Linked DNA regions of Mus musculus: region 1 is linked to region 2. A link is a contact called in public HiChIP or PLAC-seq data. All regions are on one chromosome and are shown on one strand. Each heading gives the region's core, a stretch centred on a gene start, on an enhancer-like site or on the middle of the called end of the contact. The rest is flanking DNA. Distances are from core to core; before and after follow the strand shown. Region 1 overlaps Asap1 (ArfGAP with SH3 domain, ankyrin repeat and PH domain1). Region 2 overlaps Cyrib (CYFIP related Rac1 interactor B).

Evidence for each region. HiChIP or PLAC-seq counts read pairs in DNA pulled down with a chosen protein or histone mark.
Region 1: an HNF4G HiChIP or PLAC-seq map of pancreatic cancer cells shows a contact between it and region 2. The contact joins two enhancer-like sites. A contact is called at or near these places in 1 of 115 datasets of contacts at active chromatin or transcription factors (pancreatic cancer cells) and 1 of 9 other capture datasets (liver).

The regions. Positions count from the first base shown.
Region 1 is chr15:64,362,379-64,367,893 of GRCm38.p6, forward strand. All of the region lies in intron 1 of Asap1 (ArfGAP with SH3 domain, ankyrin repeat and PH domain1), which reads right to left. Among named protein-coding and RNA genes, the nearest start is that of Asap1, 18 kb to the right of the region's middle. Within about 2 kb of position 1,888, at least 86 of the 459 cell types and tissues checked have an H3K27ac peak or open chromatin away from gene starts, as enhancers often do. A contact at or near this core is called in pancreatic cancer cells, where this site is marked.
Region 2 is chr15:64,003,086-64,008,655 of GRCm38.p6, forward strand. All of the region lies in intron 2 of Cyrib (CYFIP related Rac1 interactor B), which reads right to left. Among named protein-coding and RNA genes, the nearest start is that of Gm25628, 20 kb to the right of the region's middle. Within about 2 kb of position 3,131, at least 45 of the 459 cell types and tissues checked have an H3K27ac peak or open chromatin away from gene starts, as enhancers often do. A contact at or near this core is called in pancreatic cancer cells, where this site is marked.

The sequences.
Region 1 (5,515 bases), core at 638-3,137, 360 kb after region 2:
TGAGCCACTACATGACCAAAAGGGGAGACGCTGGGCTGGCAATGTAGCTCAGGTAGTAAGGAACTTAGCTGCGCGTGCGTGAAGTTCTGGGTGTGACGTCACACGTCTGAAATCCAAGCACTTCAGAGAGAGAGGAGAGGCGGAAGGATCCAGAGTTTACAAACACGCTGAGCTATAGAGCAAGCCTGAAGCCAACCTAGGCTGTGTGGAACCCTCTCTGAAAGAAGAGTGGAGCGAGAGACCCAATGCTAAAACCAAAGGCCACCATTCCCAGGACAGGCATGTACAAAGATGCATCTGCACCCCGACATGAAGTGCAGAGGAAGGCACACAGCTGTGTCAGGGCCTTTCCCCATGGCCAACTGCAGAAAAACAGCTGGGCACTTTCCAGATTCCCTCAGGGGCCCCGACCGACGACGACAACGACGACGACGGACTTCATGTGCTGGATCAGGACATTCCAGCGTCAGCCTGCTTCCTCTGCAGAGACATTTTCCTGACTTGTTCTGGCAGCAGACACAGGCTGAAAGAACTGCCCTTCCTCACACCACCCACCTCCATGCTGTGACTGATGTGGAAAGCGGTGGCCTGGCAAGGAGCAAACTGGGAAGTCCAGCTTTGCAGAAGGCATACCTAGACATCTCTGAAGAGGGAATGGACAAGCACTGCCTTACTGGAAACAGAAGTGGAACTTACAGACTGACAACTGACCCATAGAGAGTAGGAGAGAATGAACTTCAGCCATGGCTCCATCATTTCAGAGCTCATGGGATATGGTCAGGGAGAATCCACTACCCTACCCTGCTCGCTCTGTCTCTCTGTCTCTCTCTGTCTCTGTCTCTCTGTCTCTCTCTGTCTCTCTCTGTCTCTCTCTCTCTCTCTCTCTCTCTCTCGTTTAGGGGAGACAGGGGTTTTCTGGAAAGCTTGCTTCAAGTGAGTTACTGGCCTGTGGGTGATATCCAAATAAAGCATGATAGCTTCAAGGAGAATAGGCCTCTCATCAGGCAGATCTAGTAAAGGCTGGTATCTGACTATACATCCAGTCTGAAACCTTCTCTGCAACCTGGCTGTAGTAATGAGTTATCTATTCCATGTGTGCCCAGACACCGTTTGGTACAGGCTTAGAGAGGGAATGAAAACTTACCCAAAAGAAAGGAGGGGAGAGGAGGGAGGAGAGAGGATGAGAAAGAGAATCCTTTCTCAGTAGTATTTGTTGTAGAAAAGATGCTCTCTGTGTGTCTCTGGTAGTAATGATAAAGGGGGGATTATCCCACAGGACTATAGACAATCTCACAAGCAACTTCAGCAAGAGGCCAGCACTCAACACTCAAGGACCAGCCATTAGCCAACCTCATAACTTATAGAGCAGCTCTTTACTCTCTGGTCACAGTCAACAAGGAGTCCCCCTAGTAGATGGGAGGAAGAGGGGAGGCTGAAGATCATCTTCCAAGCTCAGCCCAAGTCTCAGCTCTCTCCAGGAAGCCCACACCTTTGCTGAGACTCTGCCAGCCATTCGCTCTTTGCCCCTCAAAACCACATATCCACAGGAACCCCCAGGCTGCTGTTCTAGAGCTTGCGCTACCCCATACCTGGCCACACCTTCCTAAAGCTCCTTGACCTGGCCAGCAAGCACGGAAGAAGCAGCTAAAGGCATGAGTCATTATGAACCCGCAAGTAAAACCACCATGACACACCACTTCACATTCATTAGTTCGGCCACAGACAAGAAAATGGTCCAACATCAAGTCTTGGCAAAGGTCTGCTGGCTGGTGGAAATGTTAAAAAAAATAATAATAATAAATCACTCAACCACTTTGCAAAGGTCTGACAGCTCCTCAAAAAAGTTAAAAATAGTTACCTGATGACTGAGCGATTCCACCCCAGGCATATGCCCCAAGGAATTGAAGACATGAACTCATATAAACACTTGTAAATGAATGTTCATAGCAGCACTTGCCATGACAGCCAAAAAGTAGCAACAGCTTAGATGTCCATCAGCTAGTAAATGAATAAACATTGCAGCCTACCCACACAATGGAATTACTGAGCTATAAAAAGGAATGAAGGGACAGGATGGTTCAAGGCAGCCAAGGTTACCTAGCAGGAACGTGTCTCAAAGAAACAAACCCCAAACAAGCAAACAGCCAGACAAAAGGAATCCTGGCACTATACCACAGCCTGAGTAGATCTTTACAACGTTAATTCTAAAACATGCTGAATGAAAGCCAGACATGAAATCTTACACGGACAATTCCATACACGCGAAGCATCCAGCAGAGGTGCATACATAGAGAAGAAATGACTGGTGGTTGCCAAGGGCTGGGAGGGGGAGAGGGGAACCAGGAGGCATTGTGGCTTCCTTTGTGGGTGAAGAAAACATCTTGAAACTACATAGAAATGATAGTCACACATTATGAATGGGTAAGATTTATGGTTAGTTTCACGTTAATTCTACATCCAGTGTGTGTGTGTGTATGCATGTGAGCCGACCCTTTATGAAATTATCATAATTCAAGGGAGCTGTGTGTCCCCTACTGTAATGAAACAGCCTATTGCCTAGCCTATGGTCCAGTCCAGTTCCCTCATGTCTCCTTTAAGCCAGTTGTGTTCCTTGCAGCCAAAAGCTTAGAATCACTTCCCTGCTGTGTGACCTCAGAGAAATATCTCACTTCTCTGAGTCTTCACTTCATCACTCCATAAAACAGGGCTGAATCATAATACCAGTGTTACTAGGTAAGGTTCAGACTTATTATGATGGCTCCTATGAGATTGTTAGGTGGAGACCCGAGGCTGACTTCATTCACTGCTTGTAACACAAATTATGACAATCTCAGTGGCAGTATGATCCATCTGGTAGAACTGGGTGGGCTCACATCGGGAATGGCAGCTGTGTCACCAGCTTGCTGAAACCCAAACTTGGCTTCTGTCACTCAACTGTGACCTTGGGAAAATTGCTGCTCTGAGATTTGGTTCACTCACTTGTGACACAGGAATAGTTAAGAGGATGGAACGTATCAGTATCTGGAACATGTAAGCTGCCATTGTCATTGTCAAAGAACAGACCCTAGTCATTTGCATAGCAGAGTCTGGTTTTCTATGTCCATGGCCTCCCTCCTTCCTCCCACAACAGTAACTGCTTACAGAGTGTACCCTTATTACTGAGTAGCATCAAAATGAGGTGGATCAGGTAGGACTTTAGCCCCCTCAGACCAGGAGTTGAACATCTATGGTCACAAGCATCACTTTCAAAGAGCTCTGTCTGTTTCTTCACACCTAACACTGCAGCCAACTCTCACCAAGTTTTCTGGGCACACCACCAGACTACATTTCCCAGACTCCTTTGAAACTGAGGGTGATTATGTGTCAGGGTCCTAGCCAGGGAAGGTGGAAATGGGGTAAGCCATTAACAGGCTTTTAAGAAACGGGTGTGTCTTCTCCACTTCCTCCTCAGCCAAGGAATACACAGTGTGAGAAGCTGTAGGACTACAGAAGCAGAAGAGGCCTATGTTTGAGTATGGCTACTAAAGGAATCAAAGATACCCATCTTAAAGGAGAAAAACCACATTTAAAAAAAACACTGTAGGGACTGTTGGTTGTTGCAGTCAACTGCACTGAATTATGCAAGGTTTCATGACTAGCCCCCCAAATACTATATCTGATGCCTACTTATATCAGAACCTGTAGATGCAAATACAACTGTAGTAGGCTCTGTTCTAACAAGGTACAGAATACTAAGGGAGGCAGATAATAAAACCGTCCTGAAGGAAAAGCTGGGCCAAGGAAAATAAATCGAGGAGCAGATAGGGTGAGGTCCACTCTACAGAAAGCGGGCTGGTCAGCTCCCGTAACGTGGGTATCCCAGCTCAGGACAAGGGACATCCTTCCCTGCATCCCAAGTAGACCAATGTAAAAGGCATTCACAGCGAGAGGATCAATCTGAGACCAGAGATGGAGGCATGAGGAGCAAGAACATGAAGGGATGGTGCACCTGCTGCAGGGTGGAGAAAGGAAAAGGCAAAGCAGGAGAGGAGGACAATGACTTTCAGGAGGATGGTGGGGCAGAGTCATCAACAGGCACCTGTGGCAGTTTGGGGACATTTGACTGTGTCATAGAGAAAAGCTGAATGGCTTGAGCCTGCCCATTCCAAGGAAGGCCTGTCTGAGGCGTCCACTTGTCAGCCTTTCCAGGCTGTTGCTCTCTGACCTGTGTGATTCCCATGGGGTGTTTTCCTGGCCCCTCCCTGATCTGAGCTTCTCTGCTGCTCCTCTCAGACTCACTCCACAGTCTTTCGAAGCACTTAGAACTTTTTAGTCATTCCCCCTAAAGCCTCTCCCTTCCTCATTCTCTATGTCCTCAAAGCTCTCTTCCATGAGTCAGCTTCTTAGGGAGGACCTACCTACACTACTCTCTTCAGAAGCCATGGTAACTGGCTGTCACGATGTCAAGTCACACAAAGGTGCGTAGAGCCAGGGACAGAATGAGAGAGCTGGAGGCAAGTGTTCTGGATTTGAATAAAAGCCATTACCTTTGATTTGCGGATTCTGAATATTTAATAACAAGGTTCAAGCCTAGTTTCTCCAGAATGGCTTCTTCCTACTGTTCTTACTAAAATGATTGTGGTGGTGGTGGTGATTGGTGATGCTGCTGCTGCTGCTGCTGCTGCTGGTGGTGGTGGTGGTAGTAGTGGTGATGGTGCTGCTGTTGGTAGTGGTGGTGGTAGTGATGTTGATGGTGATGATGCTGGTGGTGGTGGTGGTAGTGATGTTGATGGTGATGATGCTGGTGGTGGTGGTGGTAGTGATGTTGATGGTGATGATGCTGGTGGTGGTGGTGGTAGTGATGGTGATGGTGATGCTGCTGCTGCTGCTGGTGAATGGAACCTCTAGTTCCCTACAACCACTTTCTAAAGGATACTGAGGGCCTGAGAGGTTGAACAAGCAGCTTGCACTCACAGCTGACAGCAAAGTCAGGTCTAAAAACCACATCTATCTAAACTACAGTAGCAGGAAGAACTAAACTACTCCAACTGGCTTGGGTCAGTTTGCCAGCATGATTGAAGTACATACATACACACGCATATACACATGCACACACACACACACACACACACACACACACACACACACACACACACCTATGACTTCCCCGTAAATTATGTATTAAATTTCAAAATGCAAATAAAACATTATCCTTGGCTGATCATTTATATGCAGAGATGTGTAACTGATCATGAGACAGCCAGCTTCCCTGAACGGCAAATTAGAAGACTGAATTAAGCAAGAAAATGGGCCTCCTCTTTGACCCATCAACTCCATGTCAGACAGAAGCATTTGGATAAGAATGCAAGTGGAAAAAGCAAATAACCTGTACATCCATCATAAAGAGTATTCAATGATGATGGCCCCATGCCTGTAATCTCAGCTCTGAGGAAGAGTTGGGAGACCATCCTGTGACACAGAAGACCCTGCTCCAAACAATAAATGATGGAAACAGTAACTAGGACCAGAGGTATAG
Region 2 (5,570 bases), core at 1,881-4,380:
TTGTGAACGACATCAAGGAAAAAGGACCCCACTGTCCTGCATCAGCTGTGACATCTCAGAACTGTACATCTGCTTTCTCTCCCCATGACTGTGTCTCAGCTCTCTGCCGCAAAAATTTCTCCCAGACTCCTTCCTAAAGGTGAAACCCTACTTACTTCCTTTCATTCACCTTCAGAGCACTTAACTTTCATAAACTGTCATTTTTAATGATTCTTAGCTTAAAAAGAAGAAGAGGAAGAAGAGGAGGAGAAGGAGGAGGAACAAGAAGAGGAAGAGGAAGTGGGCTCTGCCGCACTCCCTGCTACAATACCCAATTGCTAGAAGACTCCCCACACGTAAAAGGCTGGGCAGTAACTGAGATGCTGTGGACCTCCATACCATTTTTTTTTCCACTTTGTGAGTAATATGTTGACTGAAGCAAAAATTTGAAAATACATATGAGCAAAAAGAAAAATATATAAATACTCATGATCCAACCACCCACATCATATGGATACCCTTCCAAATGTTATTATGTATCTATATAAAGATAGAATATTTTTGTAAGAATGGCTCATATATGAATACTAATCTGCTATGTTCTACCGCACAGCATATCTTAGCTACCCCTGCTCAATGAACGTACATCACTGTTAGAGGCTATATAATAATAGTTCACCATATAGACACAGCATGAAATAAGTAACCAGTTGAGTCTGAGGTAAGATAACAGAGGGCTTTCTTCAACATCAAGGAAAGCAAAAGGCCTTATCAATGCACCAACCTCCTGACGGGCTCCCATTTTCTCCCCGTATTTGTATCTCTTCCGTGCTGTATTTCCACACAGCTGTACTCCCTACCACCCATTCACCACCTGGAGTTATTAGCAGCCCCACCACCCAAAGCAGCAAACTGTGTGTCACTGGGAAAGCTGAAATTGGAGGGGACGACGACGGCACAGTCTTCAGCACAGAGATCTGCGGCTGAGACTTGCAAGAGGAACGGCAAGCATGTTTTTTGTGCCAAGATTTGAAATGGAAAAAGAAGGAAAGCTCTTCTGTACACACTGTCCTTTCCCCCCTCTAAGCCAAGGCAAAGCTTTTCCCATGAGGGGTAGGCTGGCACAGAGCAGCTGATACGACACACAGTGTGAAGTTCAAAGCCCACTGCTCTGTCTGCAGACTTGGTGACTGCCGGAACATTCAAGAGGCATGCTCCCTCAGGATGCGCATCTTTCAACCGAGGGTGCAATCCCGCTGCGCAAAGAACCACTCACTGGGCCTTTTAGGCCCGATGATCACATGCCCTCCCTAAGCTAGGACACAGGTTGGGGTTCTGTCACCTTTAGGAAGGGACAAGATGACATGAGATCTCGGACAGCAGCAGAGCAATGGGAAAGGAAGGTGTCTGGATTGGCCATTCATTTCGGAGCCTCACTCCACTGTCACCACACCCCTAATCTTTGCTGTCCCTTCCACCCACCTCCACAGCACACCCTTGGCATCATGAGCTCTGTCTGGGCTGGTGAGATGACTTGGAGGGAAAGAATAACACGCTTGACCACCTGAGTTCAACTCCTGGGACTCACAAGGCAGAGAGGGAACCGACTTCTCGAAAGTTGTCTTCTGACCTCCACACATGCTATATTGTACATACGTTACACGCGCACACACAATGTAAAAAACAAAAATTAAAACACAGCTTTCCCTGTAAAACAAGAAAATCCTTGCTGTAGCCAAAGCCACCTATTTATCAATGACATTTTAAAACATTTTAAAATGCATTTTACAGAAATCTCATGCTTACACACACACACACACACACACACACACACACACACACAAAAGAAGAGTGACAGGCCCACTGCCTCCCAATCCTGCTGCTGTCCACAGAACGACTGCCGCCCATTTCATACTCGGCCTTCCAGCACCATCATGAGAGTTTTCTACTTCTGCTCGACTTTAGATGAAGAAAGTCAAGAACAAAGAGTTTGTCTATCTGCAGGAAGGCCCGCCTTCCTCACTTTCTCCTTTTCTTTTTTTTTTCTTTTTTTTTTTTTTTTTGAGACAGGGTTTCTCTGTGTATCTCTGGCTGTCCTGGAACTCACTTTGTAGACCAGGCTGGCCTCGAACTCAGAGATCTGCCTGCCTCTGCCTCCCAAGCGCTGGGATTAAAGGTGTGCGCCATCACCGCCCGGCACTTTCTCCTGTTCTTTCAGCCAGAATTAGCCAAATCCCTCACTGTCCAGGCTCCGTTTCTGACCTAACCTTCACCCTAATAATTGCTCTAGTGATGATTGGGCAAAATTACAGGAACAAATGGGAGTATCAATATTCAAACTGTCTTCGGCCTTTGCGAGAAGAAGAGCAGTTACATACAGTTAAAGCCCAACAGAGCTTGAATGTCTGCAACGGTGTTTCCTTCCTCAGAAGAGGAACGATCCACGCTGCAGGTGTGTGGTACTAGCTCATGGGCTGGGGTCTCATATTGAATAAAAAGGACACGCTACAAATTGAACAGCATCGTTCACCTCTGCTCCCTGACTGCAGATGTACTATGTGTAGCTATCTCAGGCTCCAGCTGCCATCAGATCCTCGCCACAATGGATTGTGACTTCAGCCTGTGATCCAGAACAAACCCTCCCTTCTCGGCCAGGTATTTTGTCAAAGGCGAAAAGTAACTGAAACTGATGGTTTCTGACATTCCTATGTTCATGTTCAGACTTGGAAGGTTGTCGACACAGGCTCCGAGTCGGTCAGGGCTCGGCCAGGCCTGAATGTTTTGCTCGCCTGAAAAGAGAGGGACGTGCAGACACTTGCTGCCAGAGACGCAGCACAGTACCTGGCAAATGGAAGAACTCAGTCAATAACGGCCTTTCCTTTTGGTTTCAGTATTTGTGAACGGATTATTTTCACTCGGGTGGTGCTGGTATAAAGTGCTCATTGCAGTATTATTTACAGAAATAAAAATGATCTTCCGAGGGAAGTGGCACAATAGGGTTCTAAGAGAAACTTTAGAACGAATGGAAACTATCCTAACTACCAGGTCTTGAGCAAAGGCATTTCTTTTCCTTGAATCTGCTTGCTCATCTCTGAGTAAAGAGTTTGTCCTCCATGAGTCACGCATTCTCTGTACATATATTCATAGTCCGGACACTCCAAATACACTCCAGGGTGCTGACAGCAAAGATCTGATGTGGTTAGTAAGTGCACTGTAACATCAGAAGATGCTTGATGACTTGTCTCCAGACATACCTTTTCTTCCCATGTCCATACCTCCTGAGAAAGCACACAGAATGTCTTCTGTCTCTCTCCAAGAACTAGACCTAGATCGATAACACCTGCTTTGTGCTGGTTTGTCCCCTAAAACAATGCCTGACACACAGCAGGAGTTCATTTACTGATTTAAAATGTCTGAGTATTGGGGCTGAAGAGACAGCTCAGTGGTTAAGGGCAACCCACTGCTCTTGTAGAGGACCCTGGTGAAGTTCACCCACATAGAAGATTTCAACTGTCCATATCTTCAGTGCCGCCTCCTTCTGACCTCTACAGCACATATGTAGTACATGTACATATATGCAGGCAAAACATTCACATGTGTAAAATATCTTTTTTTTAAATCTTTCAACTTTTAAAAAAGCTTTATGGTTATTGGAAGGTGGGAAAATAGCTTCCTTTCTAAAGTGCTTGCCTAGCATTTAGGTAGGAAGCCTTGGTTTCAATCCTGAATACCACATAAACTGGGCAGGGTGATGCACACTAGTCTAATCCTAGCAGTTAGGAGGTAGAGACAGGAGTATCCGAAGTTCAGGGTCATCCCAGCTATTATAAACTGAGTTCAAGGCCAACCTCAATTTCTGAGACCTTAACTCAAAACAAAAACAAAACGTATGGCTAGTAAGTGAAAAGAATAAAGTGCAAAATCGCTTATATCATAGGGTGTAATCTGTATATACAGTATCTATCCTGATCTGTGGGGAAATTGTGGTAGGAACCACCAGAGAAGTTAAAATTCTGTGATAACAGGGTGGGAGTAGGGATGAACCCTTTAATGTCTTGAAAGGCCCATTGTTCAAAGGATGGTAACTGGGATGGGAAGGCTGTAGGCAGGCAAACACAGACAGGGCCAAGGGATACGGAAAGATCTGGAAGGAAGCACACAGCATTGAAGAGAGCCAGCAGCACAGAGAAGACTCGGGGCTGGTAATCTATTAATGGAAACAGGACCACAGGGGAGGAAAGAAAAGTAGGTAATATGACACCACTGAAGAAAAGCCAATTTACCTGAAAGTTTTAATTACAAGTTAATATCTATTAAACCACTCCCAGGTGCACACCATTTCCCCCCATTAATTGCCTCGGTCAATTGAAGCTTCAGTGACTCTATGCACAAACATGCACTTGGGGCTGTCACATGCTACTATTCCGAGTCCCTATGTGCTTTGTGACCTATGGCTGCAGTTGCGATTGATTAGAGTCCCACAGTCAGAAGCTCACGGATGAGCTGCAGATATTTCTTTAAACATGTACCCACCACATTCCAGCCCGTGCCACACACTGCTAGGGGGCCACCCAGAGCTGCACGGAGACCCCTTTCCTTCCAGGGATGAAAGATACACTATCTTACTCCGGTACAGGGCCTTGCAAGTGACAAATGATAAAGATGAAAAACACCCTGTAAACTTCAAAAGTGGGGATTGTTGCCTCAGCTTCAAGAAGTCAGGGGAGGAAGGAGATGTCCCAAGAAGGCTGTGTCCTTAAGTCACAGCCATGCTGTTTGTCAACTGAATCTTGATGCTCCCTCTGGTGGCCCCTGGCACTTGGGACCACATGCTGCCTTTAGCACCTCCAGCCCCCAGCTGCCTGCCTGGGTTCTTTGCCATGTCCAGCAATTTACCACATTGAGCAAACCAAGTCAGATCCTTTCCTGAGCGTGTTCTCAAAAGCCTAGGTGCTTGTTGATAGCCTCCAGCTACTGTGATGGTATGACAGTTTCTCCAACCCTAGGAGCTTCCTCTAGGCAAAAGCCATTCCATCTTGCTAGCCCAGTACTCCCGAGTCAGCACTGACTCTGGTAGAGTCCCTGATACAAAGTATGTACCTGGCACACAGCTGCAGCCAGCTAGTCAGGAGCACTGTGGCCATCAGTGCTGACTTACCCCAGTCTGGGGACTAATGTCACTCCAGCCCTACAACCAAGAGCTCATTGAGGCGCCATGGAGGAATGAATTGAATAGCACTCACAAGAAGCCTAAATGATTAAGTCATTAGCTATAGACACTGACATGTGAAATTCATAACTTTAAACAACATAATAGGATAACTCATACATGAGCTAAAAGTGTGAATGAACTCAGCTTCTCACAGTTACTATTTCAAGTTAAAGATACTGCATGGGGGGGGGGGGGTGATATCAATATGGTCCATGTCACAAAGAAGCTCAACTGGTTTAACCAGGAACCTCTCTAAAACCCTGGTACAGGTTTCATGTAAACAGCACAGACTCCAAGAGACTCAGCATCCATTTCTCAGCTCCAAAGGAGGAGGAAAATACCTTTAACCTAAGCCCTAGGCTTAACATTTTCATGTAAC